Regions from separate parts of the Mus musculus genome. Here region 1 is linked to region 2. The links are chromatin contacts, called in public HiChIP or PLAC-seq maps. All regions are on one chromosome and are shown on one strand. The core of a region is the stretch at or near the end of the contact, and the rest is flanking DNA. Distances in the headings are between cores, read along the strand shown. Region 1 has its middle 44 kb from the start of Gm27166. Region 2 has its middle 8.6 kb from the start of Fli1.

Region 1 (2,700 bases), core at 192-2,691, 440 kb before region 2:
AGGCCTGTCTTTAATTTAGGAAAATAAGCTTATCTATCTTCTAAACTTTGGGTGAAAACAAAGTTGTTATTGTGAAAAGTACTAGAAATTCTCTGTGGTTCATAGTGCAATACAACTAACTATAACAATATTCAAGAATGCTCTTTGAGTAGGCAAATTCTCAAATACACATACACACACACAAACACACATACACGCACACATACATATGCATACACATGTATACACACAAATGCATACATATGTATATGTTTGTAAGAATAATTAATGAAAAATAGGTCATAAATTTGAAAGAAATCAAGTAAGGATAAGGAAAGTAGGAAAGGAAAGGGAGAAATGATGTGATTATATTAGAATCTAAAAAATATAAAATGAAGAATTAAGAAATAAAATTTAAAAAGGCTTTTTGAATTATATATAGTTATAACAACTTTGCCTTCATATTGTCACAAGGATTATTCAGGCATGTTGAAATGGTATTTCTAGTCAGATAATTCATTGGTCTGGAATAGTGACCTGTGGATTAAAGAATGCTGCTAAACCTGCCACAAACCACAGAGAAGTATCATAGTAAACCTTTCCAAACTAGGACAACTAAAATGTCTTCACACATTACCACATCTCTCTTTCTCTAAGTATGAGTACATAGTCTGTCAAAGAACACATAAAACTCTCTTGTCAAACAAACATATCAAGGGCCAAACAAGACTCCCCAAGCATTTAATGCAAGCTCAAAGATCTCACCTCCCACCACAGGAAGCCCCCAAAGTATTGTCTGCCTCAGAAGTGTTACAGTCTTATCTAATGCTCTGCATCTGCTTCTTTCCCTCGGTTACCAAGGAGAAATGGTTGAGCTTTTCAAAGGGGGAAGAAGGGAAGGAAGGAAGAAAGGAGGAAAAGAAGGATGGAGGGAAGGAGTGAGGCAAGGATGAGGGACAGAGGGAAAAGAAGAAGGAGAGAGAAATGAGAGAGATGGGAGAGAGAGAGAGAAAGAGAGAGAGAAAGAGAGAGAGAGAGAGAGAGAGAGAGAGAGAGAGAGAGATGTTCAGCTCTGGAAACTTTCAGTCTTTGATCAGCGGGTGAAGAGGCAGAAGTGAATTAGTGCACGTTCCCAGGCTGGATGTACTGTGGATGTGCTGCTGTCCAGACTGTGTTCTGGATCAGTCCCCTCTCCCGACTGCAGAAGCTCCTTGGCATGTCTCAGAGCAGACAAAGCCCTGATGGAAAGTAACAGGAAGACTGAGCTGATTCCAGGGAGTTTGATTTATCGGGACTACTGGCATTTGCCAAAGCAAGTGGTCTGTTTCGATGAGATGTTTCCCAGGCAGGAGGAAAGGAAAAAAAAAAAAAAAAAAAAAAAGATCATCTGGCTTGATCCCCTTGGCTCTTGGAAACTGAATATCATTGGTTCCCCACAGCAGAGAGGAAAAGGAAGGGGGGGGAGGAGGACTCTATCCACAGCAGGCTGCAAGTGTCTTACCTAAGACTCAACCCCAGCTCCTATCAGCTCCTCAAGGACTTCTATTTCTTTACACTAGTAATGTTAATAAACTCATGTTTTACACTCCCGACTTAAAAATGCTGGCTGTCTAACTCTCCTAGCGAAACTCTCCTCATCCTGTCTCCCTCTCCTTCCCATCCTCCAGCTCCAGGTCCACTCCCATCTGTTTTCTGTTAGGAGTTCATTTTCAGAGTGCAGGCTGGTGGAATTTGGAGTTCAGACCCCCTCGAGTGATGAGAGTCCTGGGGCTGCTGAAGGTCCCTTCACTTGGTTCCTGCCACCTCCCCCTCCTTCCCCTCCCAATGCCCCACTCGCCCTTGTGCAATAACATGCTAGAGCCCACATCTGTTTCCAATTCCATGTTCATTTGAACTGCTCTGGGAAAATGGAAGCTCTCACTAAAGGCCGGGGTCTTAAAGCAACAGCATGAATACAGATACCTTTATTTGTATATATATTTTCATCCATATCTGATCTGGAGTCAACGAAGAGCTTACCATTTGTACAGGTTGATATAATTGTGGATTCATAAGTCCTTCCTTCTGGGCTCTAATGATCATCTCTGCCCAAGTTCTTATCTAGGGATTTTACCTGAATCCTACAATCCTAATTAGCAGAGTGTGAGTTCTGAAGGTACTGCTTTAGTCTTCAATGTATTGTCTGATTACAACTATAGGTGTTTTCTTATAAGGGCAATAATGTAGGAGAACAGAAACTTCCAAAATAACGGATGGGTGATATATGGCATGTGTCCTCTAGCACGGAAACATAGATGCATACTCATCTTTCAGGAAGAGCACACAGTGGTCCTCAGAAAAAAGGAGAGAGATTATCCTCAGCCAGAGAAAGGTGTCATGGTCATAATTGTGACACCGTTGTCTCTGTTTTATAGGTTATGGTTACATGAACTCAAAACATGAACCCAAAAAAACTTCAGAGTTCATAAGATCCTAGAAAAGGGAACTTTCTTCTCATAAAAAGAAACCCCAGTGGTTGGCAGTGACCATAGCATGATGGAGAGTCCTCACTGTCACTTTGCCTGGATTAAAAACCACCATAGAAGTATATCTGGCTTTGTCTATGAGGCTGTTTCTCAAAAGGTTTAACTAGGGCAATATGATCTGCCCTGACTGTACAAGGCACTGTTTTATGGGCTCAGGGAGAAAGCCCTCAAAGGGCCAGCATTTATCACTCTGTGC
Region 2 (2,700 bases), core at 36-2,535:
GAGGAAGGTTGAGGACTGCTGAACAGTAAGTCGGTGGCCTCTTACTAGTCTCCCTTTTAAAAAGGCAGGAGCTGGTAACAAACCTGTGATCTTGGGAGGCTTGCATTGGAGGAGCTCAAGTTCAAGACTGGCCTGGACAACTTAATGAGAACCTGTCTCAAAATTAAAAGTGAAAAGAAGGCTTTGATATAGAGCACTTGCCCAGCCATTGGTCCAACCCCTACTATCAATCCTGAAAAATATAGAAATAGATAAATAAATAGGAAGACGGAAGACGGAGGGCTGGGGTTGGGGGGGGGGGACCGACCAGGGATGGTAAGGCACTAAACAATTTGTTTGGCTCTCATTTCCTCTAGAATACCTGAAGCCCTTCAGACCTCTCTACTTTCCTAAAGAAAGCTTATCTTTAAGAACACGGGATGTACATGTAGACAGTAATTTCTATTGACCATTGTTTGAAATAGTATGCTGTCCCTTTGGGAAAGACGACATCTCCCCAAGAATCCTAAGAGCAGAATTCCAGGGACCCTGGCTCCGGACTGTTAGCCCCCTCCCTTCCTCTGAGGTCTTGTTTTCCTAAGCTACAGTCAGGAATGTGTAGGGAGGGGCAACGTGGTTGTGGGCAAAGATCCCGGGCTGCTCCAGTCACCAGTCCCAGCCTGGCCTTTCACCTTCTAGCTCTTGGGTCTGCTCTTATTAAGGAGCAAAATGTTTCAATATGTGGCGCTTTGGGGGAGGGACGGGAGAGAAAATCGGGATATTGTTGAGAAGGAAATAATGAATAACGCCCTCCAGTCTTGAGCAGAGCCCCCCACGCGGGCAGATCTGGGCAGATAAAGTATGCTTTCTCCTGATATGGAATTCTGTCCCATGCCTTTTGGTTAGAAATGTCCAGAGTCTGTAGGGAAAGCAGGGAGTTCAGGGGAATGATGCTAAACTAGCTTTGTAAAGATTCCAGAACCAAAGCACCCAGGAATCTGGGCACTCCAGAAGGAAGGGAAGGAACAGCACAAAAGTGTGCGCCTGCTGCTATTTTTACAAATTACTATGCCTCCATCTCCACTTTCTGTTGCCCCTGCCTTTGCCCAGATACCTAACTAAAAATCTAAGACTCACTACTGTGGTCCCTAAGAGAGAGATCCAGGCAGGCCAGGTGAGCAGTTTCCCCTGGAGACTCTTGAAGGGGAGTGTAAAAATGTGAAATCTGCCCAGCCCATTATACAAAAGGCAACTGGACCACATTGCCAGGCATCCTTGGGGAATAGCCTGTTGGGGGCAGGGGAAGGCATCTGATCAGACCAAGGTCTCTGAAACCTGAGCCCTGTCCAAGGCCCTTCTACAAGGGGAAAGAGAAGAAACGAGTAACATTTTAAATCCCAAGAAAACAGAAGTTGAGGCCAAAACAACTTGTTAGTGAGTGCTTTTCAATGCCTGAGCTCCTGAGAAAAGACTCAACATAGAGATATCTCCCTGGTGGCTGTATTTTGCCCAGCTCTGAAAGAGAAGGTAGCCGGAGAATGTATTCCTGAGAGGATCAGATAAGGGGAAAGTGGGAAAACAGGAGCCTGAATGGGCATGAGTGTGTGTGCTACTAGAAGGCCAAGTCTGGAGAGCCATTATTTACATAGCAATACATTCAAACTTTCCCAGAAGTGTTCAGCCTGGGCTCTTTAGTCTGTGTGTCTGTGTGTGATGCTGTGTGGTTTCTAAGTATTCCTAGAGATTTCCTGGTAACAACAGGAGGTTTCTGGAAAGGCAGCTGGGGACAGATGGGTGGCTGTCTTTTTAGAACAATTCTGTCAGACAGCAGTTGAAATATTGATAAGAAACCGGAAATCAAATTACCAGAGGGGAAAGCCAAAGGAGGAAGAGGTAGGGGGGATGCACAGAGCTGACTGGACCACGGACCACCACGGCAAGCTAGGAAGGCTGCTGTGAAAATTCTGGCGGCTGCAGCAGAGGTTCCGGTGTGCCTGAGCAGAGGCTGCATCTGAGCTTTGAGCAAAGAAGAACCATCAGGTTTAATTCTTCATTGTCAAAGTTCCACAGAGCTGGGTCATAGAATACTGTTGCATCCACAGCCAGGACATCCTAGAGCTCTCTCGGCTTTGTTGGTAAGGGTGTCTTTTAAGGTGAGTGTCCTCTGGCATCTACTGGCTCCTGCCCTTCTGAGAGTCCCTCCCTCCCTCCCTCCCTCCCTCCCTCCCTCCCTCCCTCCCTCCCTCCCTCCCTCCCTTGACTGCCCTGGTGCCCTGGTTGGGGATCTCTTCCTCCTGTTCATTTCTTTTACCCTCCCTGCACTGGTGTTCAGAGAAAATGGGGAGAGTGAAGAAAGAGGTCTGAATCAGCAAGGGAAACGCATGTGCCAGAGAACAAGTACCTAGTCCCTGAAGTAGTGAGTGCCTGTGTTGTGGCTTCAGGAGTCAAAAAAGCTGGAATTTGTTAGTAGGGAGAAAAGTACTTTATCAGAAACACATTGGCTGCTGGAGAAGCTGTGGGATTGCCTTGTTAAAGGTGGTTTCGGAGAAGGGAGGAAAGGAGGGAGATGGAGGCAGCCCCCCAGTCTTAAAGCAGAGGACAGACCTGCACAGGCAGAGGCACCTGACACCGTAGGTGGTGGTGAGTGGCGTTGCTTCTCCAGCCCATGGACTCTGACCTAATAAACCACCTTCTCTGCCCCTGAAAACAAGTGCCCGGCGC

What was found. HiChIP or PLAC-seq counts read pairs in DNA pulled down with a chosen protein or histone mark.
Region 1: a contact with region 2 is called in an H3K4me3 HiChIP or PLAC-seq map of embryonic limb bud, with 4 times the contacts expected there. The contact joins two enhancer-like sites. A contact is called at or near these places in 4 of 115 datasets of contacts at active chromatin or transcription factors (craniofacial prominence, effector CD8 T cells, embryonic limb bud and 1 more) and 2 of 9 other capture datasets (adipose tissue and liver).

What each region holds. Positions count from the first base shown.
Region 1 is chr9:32,986,077-32,988,776 of GRCm38.p6, reverse strand. No RefSeq gene overlaps it. Among named protein-coding and RNA genes, the nearest start is that of Gm27166, 44 kb to the left of the region's middle. Within about 2 kb of position 1,441, at least 52 of the 459 cell types and tissues checked have an H3K27ac peak or open chromatin away from gene starts, as enhancers often do. A contact at or near this core is called in craniofacial prominence and embryonic limb bud, where this site is marked.
Region 2 is chr9:32,548,711-32,551,410 of GRCm38.p6, reverse strand. No RefSeq gene overlaps it. Among named protein-coding and RNA genes, the nearest start is that of Fli1, 8.6 kb to the right of the region's middle. Within about 2 kb of position 1,285, at least 37 of the 459 cell types and tissues checked have an H3K27ac peak or open chromatin away from gene starts, as enhancers often do. A contact at or near this core is called in craniofacial prominence and embryonic limb bud, where this site is marked.